2 separate regions of the Mus musculus genome follow, and region 2 is linked to region 1. A link is a contact called in public HiChIP or PLAC-seq data. All regions are on one chromosome and are shown on one strand. The core of a region is the stretch at or near the end of the contact, and the rest is flanking DNA. Distances in the headings are between cores, read along the strand shown. Region 1 holds the start of Drc1 (dynein regulatory complex subunit 1). Region 2 holds the start of Mpv17 (MpV17 mitochondrial inner membrane protein).

What was found. HiChIP or PLAC-seq counts read pairs in DNA pulled down with a chosen protein or histone mark.
Region 2: a FOXA1 HiChIP or PLAC-seq map of pancreatic cancer cells shows a contact between it and region 1. The contact joins the promoter of Mpv17 here to the promoter of Drc1 in region 1. A contact is called at or near these places in 1 of 39 promoter capture datasets (hippocampal neurons) and 1 of 115 datasets of contacts at active chromatin or transcription factors (pancreatic cancer cells).

What each region holds. Positions count from the first base shown.
Region 1 is chr5:30,275,825-30,283,492 of GRCm38.p6, forward strand. Drc1 (dynein regulatory complex subunit 1) reads left to right here and starts at 5,569. Exons shown (of 17, transcript NM_001033460.4): 1 at 5,569-5,782. The coding sequence starts at 5,628.
Region 2 is chr5:31,151,032-31,158,098 of GRCm38.p6, forward strand. Mpv17 (MpV17 mitochondrial inner membrane protein) reads right to left here and starts at 3,220. Exons shown (of 8, transcript NM_008622.6): 1 at 3,160-3,220; 2 at 2,637-2,711. The coding sequence starts at 2,706. Gtf3c2 (general transcription factor IIIC, polypeptide 2, beta) reads right to left here. Exons shown (of 19, transcript NM_027901.2): 19 at 4,975-6,736. The coding sequence ends at 6,518.

The DNA of each region.
Region 1 (7,668 bases), core at 4,319-6,818:
CTGCATTGTGTTGTTTTTTGATTGTTGGTTTGAGATTCTGGGGGGTGAACCAGAGCCTCACACATACTAGGCAAGTGCATGCAACATCACTAAACTGTACCTCTAACTTCCTTTTTAAAACAGATGTTCCAGATATGGAGAAGAAAGGAATGAGATCTAAAAGTTGTCAGTGGCCAAATGCAGAAAATAGGAGTTAGTCAGGGTTCTCTAGAGCCACAGGACGCAGGGAGTGAATCAATCTCTCTCTCTCTCTCTCTCTCTCTCTCTCTCTCTCTCTCTCTCTCTCTCTCTCTCTCTCCCTCTCTCTCCACACACACATAGATAGATAGATAGATAGATAGATAGATAGATAGATAGATAGATAGATAGATAGATAGATATGCACACATACACACTATGGAATGACTTCATGAATCTATTTTCTCTTTATATACTGTGTATAGAGACTAGATGTTTTTCTATATATATATAAATATATATAAACACACATATAGAATTTATTGGAATGATTTACAGGCTGCAGTCCAACTAATCCAACAATGGCTAACTGTGAATGGAAAGTCCAAGAATCTAGTAGTCGCTCAGTCCCACAAGGCTGGGTATCTCAGCTGGACTGTATAAGCTGGAATCCTGGACGTAGGCTCCAATGCCAGTGAAGGAATAGATGTGCTAGAAAGGCAAGGGCAAGCAGGCAAAGAGCCAAAGCTTGCTTCTTCCATGTCCTTATGTAAGCCTCCAGCAGAAAGTGTGACCCAGATTAGAGGTGTGCCTCAAGATCTGGGTCAAAAGCTTGAGTCTTCCAGCCTGAAGATCTGGGTCACAGGTGTGCCCTCCATTTCTTACTCCCCAAAGTTTATTTAATCCACCCCTTGTCAACATGACACAAATCATATCTCATGTCCAAATAAAAACAACCAGGTCATAATATCACCTAACATAGTTAACTATTCCTCATTTAACCACACATACATTGTAAATTTAGAGTAGGTGGCAATGTCCCTTGGAGACAATGTCCCTTTTAGTGTCTCAAACTTAAATATGATAATCATTGACATTCTCTTAACTGGTGCTAAAGAAATTGAAAAAATCTGTTCAAATACATTTTTTTGACAAAATCCAAACAGGAGAATCTTTGTTTCTGCAACTGGTCATGTGGCCTCAGATGGTATTTCTAACTTCCTTTCTGTATTTCCTTTACCCTCTGCAAGCACCTCAGAGGGCCTTGGCTCTTTTCTTGGAGAAGTGGCCCATCTCTTCATTCCTGATGAGTCTGTGCCCTTTGTCATCCTGCCTGGATTAGGCTGTGGTAGTTTCTCATGGACTTTAATCACAGGACAGTGTAGTACCAAGAGACACCTTAAGGGATCTCCTGCACTTCAGACACAATCCTTCTAACCTCAGCTGTGGAAAGGCAATCCAATTTCCCAATGGCAATTTGGATCTATCATCCCTCCAAACACTGTTATTCCTTTCTTAGCCTGCTGGTTTAAGATCATTAAAAGCCCAGAGGGACCAGGGGGAAGTTCAATGGAATGCTTGTTGTGACTCCTGGAAGGAACACTCTTCCCTCTGAAACCAAAACTTCTAGGTCATCCGAACATAAGGTTGTGGGGAAAGGAAGCAAAAACTGTCCTAGTGTGTCACTAAGGGTGATAGTGGAACTATACCCTTCTCTGCCCTTGATTCCTGTACCTGTGGGTCCTGGCTATGGGAGAAGCCACACCATATTATCAGACACTGATTCAAATCATGTACTGCCTTCTGGAGAACCCCGTCTCAGACCTCCAGGCTGCTGCCACCTAATTGGAGCTACAACTGAGTCTTCAAAAAGCCATTCTACCTTTCTATCAGACCAGATGCTTCAGGATGGTGAGGAACATGGTAAGACCAGTGGATTCCATGACTGTGAGCCCACTGTTGCATTTATCTGGCTGTGAAATGAGTTCCTTGGTCAAAAGCAATACTGTGTGGAATACCATGATGATGGATAAGGCATTCTGTGAGTCCACGGATGGTGGTTCTGGCAGAAGCAGTATATACAGGACAGGCAAACCCCTAACTAGAATAAAGATCTACTCCAGTAAGGACAACATATCCTTTCCACAGGGAAAATGGTCCAACGTAGTCAACCTGCCACCAGGTTGCTGGCTGGTCACCCTGGGGAATGGTGCTGTTGGTCTCTTCTGTTGGCAGATGTGGCCTTCAGCAGTAGCTCTAGCCAGGTCAGCCTTGGTGAGTGGAAGTCCATGTTGCTGAGCTCATGCCTAACTTCCATCTCTGCCACTATGGCCCCTTTGTCTATGTGCCCATTGGGCAGTGACAGGAACGTCTAGGGAGAGGCTGACTCTCCACAGAACAGAACATCCTATCTAATTGACTACTGAACTTCTCGACTGAAGTCACCTTTTAATGAGTGTTTACATGGGGCACAAATATTGTTGCCTGTTTGGATAGATTAGGCCACATACTTCTTACCCAGATGTCTTTCTCACCGATTTTTCCAATTGTGATCTTTCCAAGTCCCTGACCATCCAGCCAATCCATTGGCTACAGCCCATGAGTCAATGAACAATCTTACATCTGGCCATTTCTTCCAAACTGTAGTCCATGTGCACTGCCTTAATTTCTGCCCACTATGAAGATCCCCCTTTAACAGTGTCTTTCAGGGTTGTCCCAGAAAGGGCTATAATGCTGTAGCTGTCCAGGTCTGGGTGGTACCCGCATAATGTACCCAACCATCAGTAAACTTGGTCCTAGTCTTTTCTCCCTCAATCATTGGAAATGCTCCATAAGGCTATAGGTGCATGCTTGGCAGCAGGTAGCATTGTAACAGGAGTAGAAACCATAGGCATTTGGGCAACTTCTTCATGTAACTTGCTTGTGCCTTCAGGACCTGCTTGGGCCTGAGTATATACAACTTCCATTTGATAATAGAATGCTGCTGTGCACATCTGATTTTATGATTTGGGGTGTCTAATAACACACAGCTCGTGATAGGCAGTTTAGATCACATGGTGGCTCATTGTCAAATGTTCAGTTTCCACTAAGCCCCAATAGCATGCCAAGAGCTGTTTTTCAAAGGAAGATGGTTGTAGAGCCTTGCTTCAAAATCCCAAAGGTCTCCTCTGTGATTCATCTATAGTGGCCTGCCAAAGGCTCCAAACAGCATCTCTATCTGCTACTGACACCTCAAGGTACCATCAGGTCTGTAGGATCATATGGTCCAAGTGGTAGAGCAGCCTGGACAGCAGCCTTGACCTGTTGAAGAGCCTTCTCCTGTCCAGGCCCCACACAAAGGTAGCAGCTTTCTGAATCACTTAGTAAATGGGCCTGAGTACCACACCCGAGTGAGGAATGTGCCGGCTCCAGAATCCAAATAAGCAGGCAACGTTTCTTGGGATTTCCCAGGACCAGTATTCAGGAAAGTCTGGTCATTTCCTTTCCCCCAGTGTACAGTTACCCTTATCAAAGGCTGTAGCTCCCTCTCAGGAAGAACTGGAGAAAGGCTAACAGCAAAACTTTTAGGGGTCTTCTCAAGGTCCTTCCTTAGAGGACCCTGGCTACCCCTTCATTCAAGGGGTTCTGGGTCTGCAAACTGGCTCAAGTCTGGAAATAGATGCACTGGCCGAGACTGCCTTTTGCCAGAATCCGATATAGCCTTTCTTTCATTTGTTTGAGATTTTTTTTTCTGATACAGATGAAATAAATGCAATAGGCTCATTATCTACTTCATGCCTGGAAACACCGTGATTAGCCAGTACCAAAGGTCTGTATGAGTCATGCCGTTATAAAATTTGTCTTGCCTGTGCTGACCATTATGAGTTACATCATTATGAACATTGTTTTGTCTAGGCTGCCCATATAACTGCAGTCATCTTGCTTCTGGTGATTCAGTGCTGCCACTGGCCCCTGCTACCTCAGTGCCCAGTTAATCCCATTGCCTTTCATCCATTCAGTTGAGCAGCAGCATCTGCAACCCTAAGGTCTGGCATAAGCAGAGACCACAAAGCCCTTCAGATGTGCTGGTGGCCCTCTCACCAGTTTGCATCTTATAGGATTTATGAAGGGTGTGTCTTCTGGGCTTTCCTATTATAGAGGATTAGGTTTTACACAGCAAACTCATTCTTTTTTTTTTTTTTTTTTTTTCGAGACAGGGTTTCTCTGTAGCCTTGGCTGTCCTGGAACTCACTTTGTAGGCCAGGCTGGCCTCGAACTCAGAAATCCGCCTGCCTCTGCCTCCTGAGTGCTGGGATTAAAGGCGTGTGCCACCACCCCCAGCAGCAAACTCATTCTTGCATTGCAACTTCCCTAAGCCATAAAACCCCTTCATCATCAAGGAATGTCTAGCATGTCTGAGTCCCTAAGTTCAGTCTCCAATGCTACAAAAATAAAACTGTCGAGTGGTTTGCATTAGGGATAGTGTCTTGAAATGTAGCCCTGCTTGGCCTAGAACTTTACAGTCTTCCTATCTCAGCCTCCCAGAGGGCTGATTGTGAACCACTATGTCTGCATGTCTGTGTGTATTATTATTATAAGGGTGGGTATTATTATTATTATTATTTTGGTATAGGGCTTTACATTTCTTATTTTAATTTAGTTTAGAAATGGAGTCTCATTGTGTTCCAGGATGACCTGGAACACAATCCTGAGTTCTGGGATTACAGGAGTGGTGTTTTTGTTTTGTTTTGTGTGTCCTGTCCAAGGTGCTCCAACGAACCAACTGGTGTAGGTAAACCCTTTACCATTGAGCCGTACCACAAGCCCACAGGCATAGTTTTAATTCTTAAAGAGAACATTAAAAAACAACAACAAAAAAAAAACCACTTTTTACACCTATGATTTTGTGTGCCCATATGCCACTGTGGCATGTGAAGGTCAAAGGACAATTTATCAGTACTGGTACTTTTTCCATAGTGTGGGCCTAAAGGATTGAACTCAGTTGGTCACTCTCCTTGGCCATAAACATTGACTGCTGAGCCTTCTCTCTGGCCCCAGGACATTATTTTGTTGACAAGGGGACACACGGTGCCTAAGGCATGATGTCCCCCCCCCCGCCCCCGCAGACTGCTGCTTTGAGAGAGCGGTGGTGTCCTGGGTTCTTCCCCGCCCCCCCCCCCCCAACCATTCTCCTGAACCCACCTCTTTTTCGGTCATGGCTACAGATGATGAGTGTACTTGAGTTCACACTTCCAAAACTGCAATGGGCTGAGGTGGTCTCCCACTCAGCTTAAGGAAAGGACGCCACTGTCTCTAGCTATATAATACAATGCTTTTCATGTTGCAGGTACTCAGTTATTTTGGAGCAAAGTGCCTTTTAGGAATATTCATTTGGTAAGGTGGATGATGAATTGGGCTTTTGAGTCAGAAAGAGATGCGGTGCGGTTTGTTCCATCTGCCTTCGTGGGGTCAAGTCAGCCCCTCCAAACCAACTTCAGGCAAGGGGAATCAAGTCCACATTTGGGATACAAATATACAACTCGTAGTGCCTGACAGAGAAGCTGGGCTGGAGCGCCGCGCGACAGCTAGCCAGAGATGGGTCAGGTGACTGCTTTCCCTTGGCAACGGCTTGTTCCTAGCAACCCGGCTGCTGGTCCAGGCGGAGCTGCCAGTGGGTGGGAGACGCCGCCATGAATCCCTCAGGAACCATTGGGGTCCTAGAGCAGAATGGGGAAGAACACTTAGCCACCCCGATTCTCGGACCCTCGGTGCATTCGGATAACCCGCAGGAGCGGATCCAGGCCCGGCGCCTGCGCATCGCTGCTCGTCAGGAAGCCCGAAGGCGGTGAGCTGGGTGGCCGGGTGGTGCGATGGGGAGCCCAGAGTGCCCTGCAGGGAGCTGGGGCCGGGCTGGGTGGGAGCTCCATGGTAAGGTGTGTGTGTGTGTGTGTGTGTGTGTGTGTGTGTGTGTGTGCGCGCGCGCGCCCTGGGTGTAAACAGAAAAACTTTTCTTCTAGAACATTCAAGCAGTGAGTTTTGGGACAGCTAGGGCTACATAATGAGACCCTGTCCCAATATTTGAAAATAAAAATAAAAAAGTTCTAGGTCAGATTTATTCCAGAGGCTAGAGTTTGTTGACGAGATGTAATGGACCGCGATCTGTGAAAGAGTCGGTTATCCCCATTCTACTGAGAATACCTTATCACAGCCAGTGAGCATATGTGATTGTGTGTTCCACACAGATATGAGCATCTTGATCCATTTTAAAATTAAAAAATAAAATAAAATAAAGCCAGGTTAGTGGCTTATGCCTTTAATCTCAGTACTGGAGTGGCAGAGGCAGGCAAATCTCTTTGAGATCAAGGCTAGCCTAGTCTACGTAGGAAGGCCTTGACACCTCAAAATAAAAATAAAATAAGAGTAAAAGCTTTCATTTCACTTAGTGGCCACACTCCCTGGGCCCAAGGCCATGTCGACGGATCTACTGTAGCAAAGGCGGGGTGGCTGCTTGCTTGTGCTTGCGGACATTGATGATCATTGTCTAGAATCCATCCAGGTACTGCAAGTGCCAGACCTGTGAATTAAGAGGGGATGTGATAGGAGCCACCACACTTGCATTCCCACCATGTTCCCTAGGCTTTGGTGTCTTTATTAGCTTAGGTAAAGTTTAAGGGACATCCACTAGTCACCAGACTTCATGTGACAGTTGTTCAACTTCTAAGTCGTTCATTCCACTTTTACTTTTGGTGGTCTACAGACCCAGCAGAAGTACAAGATGGAGGTCTGTGTGCCTCCATCCTAGTTGGGCAAGGCTGTGATCATGGTTAGCATCTCTTGTTGTCATGGTAACTCAGATCTGTTTTTAATTGTCCTAACACTGTCTGGGTATCCCCTTCCCTGACAGTTCCCTGATGACCTTCAATCCCCTTGGGGAAAGGCTAGGAGCCTCACTACATTATGTATTTGCATTGTGTTCTCTGTTCTTCCTCCTGGGATCCCTGCCACCTCTTTGGTTAGGAGGTTCTGGGATGAGAACTGGGGTTGGTTCAGGAACTGGGCAAGGCAGAAGCATCCTTAGTAAGCTTGTCTGTTGCTGCTGTTTGGCTAACAGATGAACTGGACTCTTATCTGCTCTTCTACTTGTCTCCAAGTGATGCCACATTTATCCATCTCCAAAGCTGTCCGAGGATCATGGTCTTGGTTGTTGCTGTGGTGTTTAACAAGGAGACTGGGGGGCTGGAGAGATGGCTCAGTGGTTAAGAACTCTGACTGCTCTTCTGAAGGCCCTGAGTTCAAATCACAGCAACCACATGGTGGCTCACAACCATCCGTAATGAGATCTGATGTGCTCTTTTGGTGTGTCTGAAGACAGCTATAGTGTGCTTACATATAATAATAAATAAACCTTAAAAACAAAACAAAAACAAAAACAAAAAAGCAGGCCAGGTGGTGGTGGCGCACGCCTTTAATCCTAGCACTTGGAAGCAGAGGCAGGCAGATTTCTGAGTTCGAGGCCAGCCTGGTGTACAGAGTGGGTTCCAGGACAGCCAGGGCTATACAGAGAAACCCTGTCTCGAAAAACCAAAACAAACAAACAAAAACAAAAAAGCAAAGCAAACAAACAAACAAGCAAAAAAAAAAAAACCCAAAGAGACTGGGAATTCAGTGATGTGCAGGAAGTTTATATTCTAATGAGAGAGAGAGGACAAGTGTCCCTATAACTATGATCTA
Region 2 (7,067 bases), core at 1,970-4,469, 870 kb after region 1:
CAGGACAGCCAGGGCTACACAGAGAAACCCTGTCTCAAACAAACAAACAAACAAACAAACAAACAAAGGTGTTTGCTATACACAGGTTGAAAATGATCATAGGAAGGGCCAACTTTTATAAACCTTCAAGTTTATTATACATTTTTAAAAGTTCCAGTCAGTTCCAGGAGAGAACTGACTGTATAGTCATGCAATACACATGTGCACACACACAATAAATAATGGGGGCATACTGTCCAGAGAGTGTGCTTGCACGGCATGTGTGAGGCTGGAGCTTCTGCCTTTAGGACTGTGAGTAGGCAAATGAATAACACTTGCAGAGCTTCTCTCAGAGATAATTCCTGGAACTGACCTTTTAAGTTCTAAATGAGGAAACTGAGGCCCAAAGAGGTTTATTGATGTGGACTAATTAGGCAGTTACTAAGTGCTATGTTCTGAGATTCAGATCTTGGTCTTCTAGCTCCAAGTCTGAAATCTCTGTTGTTTCTCAGTGTGAGCTATCCCATGGGACCTCTAGAGACACTGTTCTCTGACAATAGTCCAAAATGGTAAGGTGAGCTAAGCCCACCCCCACCTTTTATTTGTAGGTTGGTCCAAACACCCTGTCAGGAAAGAAGGGGAAGTCTGTGAGACGTACTGTGAGGCTACAGGTTGCTTCAGAACCAGATGAAGACGCAGCAGCGTCAGGAGTGATGTGTACATGAGGCCGTGTAAGATCCCAGTCCAGGCAGACCAGGGAGCCCAGGGAGCCACATCTCTGCACTTGTGCCCTTGGAGCTTTAGTTAGCTATGGATCATTTAGGTGGGGGAAGCATGACTGTCCTTTCCTCTCCATCCCTATGGCCACAAGGGGGGGACCTTCTATCTGGCAGCTAGGGGCCCTGAGGGAATCTGAGGCTGGGCAAAGGGCCCAGCATGTCAGTTCCCATCACAGCCACACAGTCCAGCATGAGTCACCACACACTCAGCCAGGTGAGTCATGCAGGTCGGACACTCTGAGGACAAGAGGTGGATGGGCACAGGATGCTATCGAGGGGCCAGAGAGGAGTAGGAGTCCACCTTCTGGCCAGTCATGCGGCTTCTAATGCTAACATACAGCTATTCTACTAACAAGACCTCTGGCCTACCTACCCTTCAGCCCCCCTCTTTCCCCTCAGCCCTCTGCCGAATATGGGTTCTTTATCTAAGCATAGGCAAGCCTTGTTTATTACCTGACCGCCCACTGCAATGCTCTGATGCTCTGATGCTCAGAGGCCTGCTGAGGCTTCCTTGAACTAGCACTTTGCTCCTCATGCTGTGGCTTCTGTATGCATATGAAAAAACTTCAGATTTGCCTGAAAAGTTGGCCACGGAGGAACCTAAGATGTGCTTCAAAGCAAACGACCTCAGAGTAGCCCCAGTCATAACAATGAGTAGCCAGCAAAAGGAAGGGTGGAACAGATACAAAGAGGCACTGGAGGCGCTCTGTGAAGCTGCTACTTCATCGCTGACAGAGTAAAAAAGCCGCAGGTAGTGTACTGAGAATATGTTTGTAAGAAAAGCCAAACAATGATGTAAGCTAAGCTTAGGAGAGTGGCCATCTAGCCAGCCGTAGTGGTTTACATTTGTAATTTCAGCATTCAGGGGGCTGAGAAGAGACAGCTGCAAGTTTAAGGCCAGTCTGGCTACAATGTGAATTCTAGGTCAGCCCAGGGTTGTGTGACTCTTGTCTTAAAAATGAAATAAAAACTGGAATATATGAATTGAAAGAGAGGGATCCAACAGAGTTCCAAAGCTGATTACTGAAGGATTCCCTTTTAATATGATTTAAACTTTAGATATATGACTGTTTTATACACTTCACAATAAACATTATGTATAAAAATGGAGTAAGTTACTTCAGCACTTGTTAGGTGTGTCATTTAATGTGGACTCATTCCTGCTAACAGACCTTTGGAGGCGCCTATGCATGGAGACAATGTGCTCAGCACACTATAAAGTATAAGAGGAAAGCATTTAATTTCCCAAGGTGGGGTCTCTTGGGGGCAATGCTTTTTAAGAATGGACTACTTAGGCTAGGCAGTGGTGGCACATCCCTTTAATCCCAGCACTTAGGAAGGAGAGACAGGTGGATCTCTAAGTTGAAGGCCACCCTGGCACACAGATTTTCATGACAGCCAGGACCATACAGAGAAGTCCTGCCTTGAAAAACAAAAACAGAAACTATCACCTAATTTCTTGAGGACTTTAAGTCTTGCTCGACAGACTGTGCATCTCTCTCTTTTAGATTTATTGTTATCATTTTAAACTGTGTGTGTTTGTGCAAGTGAGTGCAGATGCCCCAAGTGGTTGGAGGTGACAGAGCTCTCTGGAGCTGGTGCTACAGGTGGCTCTGAGCTACATGACATAGTGTAGAATCCTCTACAGAGCAGTATGCGCTGTTAACCTCTGAGCCACGTCTCTATTTCGTCTCCCCTCCAGCATGGGTCTCAGAAACAGCTCACCCTCCAAAACAGACATAATAGTTCAGGAGAAGGGAAACACTTCCGGGGGGGGGGGGCTAAACTGGAGGAGGTAGGTGGTGTCGTGATATGGGCCTCCTCCTCCACCTCAAATCAGCTGCTCTAATTATACTCTGGTCCCAGAGTGACACTCACCAGCTGTCAGAACCTGGACTTTCCACGGATGTGCTGCCAGGGCTCTCTGGTATGCTCGCCAGAGTGCCATGCTCCCTGTCAAACCAAGAGGATAAGTCACTCCCATTGCCCCTCACAGTAAAGAACATGCCTGCCATTTCCTTATGCTCACTCTCCTTACTTCCAAACTCTGCAAGTGACAGAGGCCTCAGAAAGCTTGCTTACTGGGCCGTGCCCCTGCCTTGTGGTCACTATTCATCTGGAAAGGAAGCAGTTTTGAGTAACCTGGTCCTGGTCCTGAAGCAAGGCATCCAGTCCTGATTAAGACACTCATGAAATTAGACTTACTCTGGCTTCCATCCAGAGTCTGGGTTCCATCCCCCAAGTAAACACGATAGGTCCCCAGATTCAGTTGGAATCTCCTTTATAAGAGTAACTACACACCAGAAATAAACCAAGACCTGGATCTGTAAGGTCACATGACCTGCAAGAACTCTCAACCCACAGTGCTTCAAGTCTCTGAATGCCAAGAACCTCCGCTCACCTGAGTGCCAGCTCTGCGCAGAACCTTCTCTCACGTGACCGAAGCTGGTCCAGGGACTTCCGTATCGAGCACCGCCTCTTCCGTCTGCCTGCGGGCCGGGCTGTTGTTTGGACACAAGCAGTCCAGGAGGAATGCAGGTGGGTGGGGCCTTTGATACCCCTTGCGAGGCGGCTCAGCCGACCACTTAAGGGGAGTGGGCAGCCCCCTTCTCGTGGACTGCACCAAACATCGGTGTAGGACAGTCTGTGCTTCCCTGTAACTCGGCTGCCCCCACCCCCCACCCTCGTTCTCCCCAGACTATCAGGCCAGACTGTCAGTCTCCCGGAGGTAGTCAGGTCTAGACGCCCTTCTCAGTTTGGAAACTTGAATGCTGAAGTAGTGCAGGTATACCCAAGCTCCCAAGTGAGCAGAACTCAGACTTGTTCTATTTTTTTTCCTTGTTCTTTATACCAAATTTTTAAGTTTTGTCTGAAAAATCTTTCTGGACAAGCAGTCAACTTTCAGAACCACTGGCTTAGCAGAACCTGAGAACGCCCGTGCTAGCTGTCTTAAGTTTGGTCATGAATTTTGTAAAATGACCCTGTCTTGCAATCAGGGCTCCTTGAATTCTAGGGCTGTACAAGAGGCAACTCAATGGAGGGTTTGTTTTGCTTTATGGGTTTCTAGAGTCATGCTTTGTTTGTTGTTTTTCCAAGACAAGGTTTCTCTGTGTAGCCCTGGCTGTCTTGGAACACACTCTGTAGACCAGGCTGGCCTCCAACTCAGAAATCCACCTGCCTTAGCCTCCCAAGTGCTGGGATTAAAGGAGTGCGCCACCACACCCGGCTTCTAGTCATGTTAAGCAAAGAGGCATAAAACTATATTTAAAAAAAAAAAAACATTTTAGGAATCTTAATCTCCCTCTAGTTTTAACACCCAACTCCCTGCAAATCCCTTCCTGAGGTAGGTAAAGATGTATACGTCTCCAAGCCTTGAAAAAGGTCAACTTATTTGATGTCTGTCCACCCCCAGCTCAGTTAGTCAGTTCCTGTATGATTAATGAAGGATGGATTCTATTAGAGAGAGTAAGAATTCAGGGGAATTAGATTCTTGTGTACAGAACATGCTAAAAGAATTTCACTAGTAGACATAATAAGGGAGTCCAAATGTGCAAGATTGGAAGGTGTTTTTAAGCGATATGGATTCAAGCCTTATTCAGATTGCTTAACCTCTCAGAACCTAATTGTCATTACATAAAATAGTACCTACCCCATGGAGCTCAGGGGTATATGAAAAGCACCCCAAACCGAGAAAATGCTTAATATCATTTATCTATCCTCCCTTCTCTCCCACTAGAGAAATATAAAAGTCCCTTAGTGAGGTTTGACCTGGGAGTTTCTGGAGGGGAGAAGATACCAGGAGGGAAGTGAGCCCAGGATCTTGCACACACACTAAGTCCATGCTCTTCCATTGAGCTACATCCCAGCCGAGATGAGATCTTGAAGGACACATAGGTTTAGGTGTTGGTGTCAAAGGCAACAGAATAAGCTAAGGCACACAGGAAGAAGAGCAAGAACCAAGAACAGCTACACTGGGAAGGAAGATAGGGAAGAAAGGACTGAGGAGAAAAGGCTTGTGGGAGAGGAGAAAGAACAGAACAGAAAATATTGCCCCCACAGTTACTTCTCAGCTCAAGCGTGAATCAACACCAGGAGCAGGGTCGCTGGCACAGCCTTTAGTCCCCCCCCCAGGTTCCACCTTCTCTAACGCTGGAAGTAGGGAAATACAGATGTGCTGTATGGATGGGTTGCTCTGCAGGACAAGCCAAGCTCCTCTGCAATGGAAGGCACTTCTTTATTAGTTCAAAAAGCAAGCCCGACACCGCCTGAGCTGGATCACAACAGAGTGCTATAACACTTGGCTCCTAACACTAATGCAGTTATGGGCCCTTCTGCTGTGTAAGGACCTTACTGTCCTAGAGGTCTGCTTCCTCTTCTGTATAGGAAGGGGACTCACTACTTGGCTCTCTTCTTAAAGACTTCTGGCGTTTGACAAATCTTCTACACTACTCAGGTAGAAAACTGTTTCCAGATATAACAGACCAATCTTGAGTGCTCTAAAGTCTAGGTTTTGTTTCAGGCAATACTAATGTAAACTGCATCCCATCCAAGAGGAAACAGGCTACCTGTTTCCTATTTCCTAAGATGGTCTAACTACTTCCTTCCACACTTCAGCCTGTATACTCCAATGTGTCCCCTGCCTGTGTTTTCAAGACAGTATCAGTCATGTGAGGTGCTGCTATCCACAGAGGACTTGATTGAGCGAACAATACATTATTGGGTTCTAAATACTTTCTATACAGAGTTTAAACATGTTTAATACGTCAGCAATGTGACCATATCATAAAGATCAAAAATCATGACTTGTAAAAGAATGATTGAAATAACTAAAGATATTTAATCTAGAGGAAAAATGCCTTGGGAACACATGATAGCTACTGTGAAGTACTGAAAGGGCAGCCACAGGGGGGGTGACTATTTTCTAACACCCATTAGTAAAATTAAGAGAGGTATACTCTGACTTGATATAAAGAAGATCTTTTTTTTTCTTTTCTTTACTTTTTTTTTTTTTACTTTTTGGTTTTATGAGATAGCCCAGACTGAATGCAAACTTGTGATCCTCTTACCTCGGCCTCCTAAGTGCTGGGATTACAGGTATGCACCACTATACTCAGCTTCAAAAAATTTAAAAACACTATCTAGGAGTGTTCAAGTAGTGTCATATGTCAGTGATTGGGAATATTTCATAAGCAGAAACACGAACTAGCTGCTGTCCTACTGGCAGGGTGCTTATGTTGTTCCTCAGTTAAAGTTAAGTTATGAGCAGCTTCAGTCCAATAAATTACTGTCCCTACCATCGGGCCTGTGTGTTGGTTATTCTAATGAGGGAGATCGGAAGGCAATAACATCGAATTCTGGAAATAGACAGGAGCCTTCATGAAGATATCCTTTCCGACTGTCCAAACACCCACTCACAAGTGCTCTCAAAAACACCCAGTACCTTTACTTAGCTTTACCTCCTTCACAATATGCTCAATATGAGCAATTTGACTCCCAAGCCTAGGTTTGGCCTGAGTGTTTCTTGTGAGCCATGGTTTTAGGCATAGGAATTGTTGTGGAGGGGGAGCCCCCCTACCTGCAGGGAGCTGTGACCATAGAAGTCTGTGGAAGGAGAGGGATTTAAGGAGTTTGGGGCATGTAGGCCTAAAGATTTAGGCCTGGCACCATCACTGTCCAGGAAGGGCCCAGGTGCTATGCTCTATGCATGGGCGCCATTTGTTCTTGGCAGACTTCAATCCAAGAGTTCTGTGTGGCCCAGACTAGGGATTGGGGAGAAGGCAATGGCTGCTTGGAGAGAAACCAGGCCCTTCAGTTGGAAAGGACGGTTGGAACATAGCATTGAAGTTGGCTCGGCTTTCAAGCTGTACACGGTGGGCCAGCGGAGAGGTGAGTCCACGAACAAAATGGATCCGAACCAACCCTGACTGCCCCCCAGATACCAGCCATCCATAGGAGTCCAGGTTTGGGCTGAAGCGTACCTGTGGAGAGAGCAGAAAACCCACAGAGCCTCAGAGTGCACCTGCATGAGCTTTAAAAACACATCACCACACCTTTCATCTCAGCAATCAGAAGGCAGAAGCAGGCGGATCTCTTGTGAGTCTGACACCAACCTAGTCTACAAGATGAGCTCCCCAACAGCTACTGACCCTGTATCAAAACCACCCAAAACGAACCAACCAAATAAAGCCACAATCAGGAGGACTAGACCATGTGAGACAGTCAATGAATGAGATCTATATACCATGACCCAGGAGAGAGTCAAGGCTGCTTTCCCTCCAGCCATTGCAGCTGCCTTTAAACATTTTATTT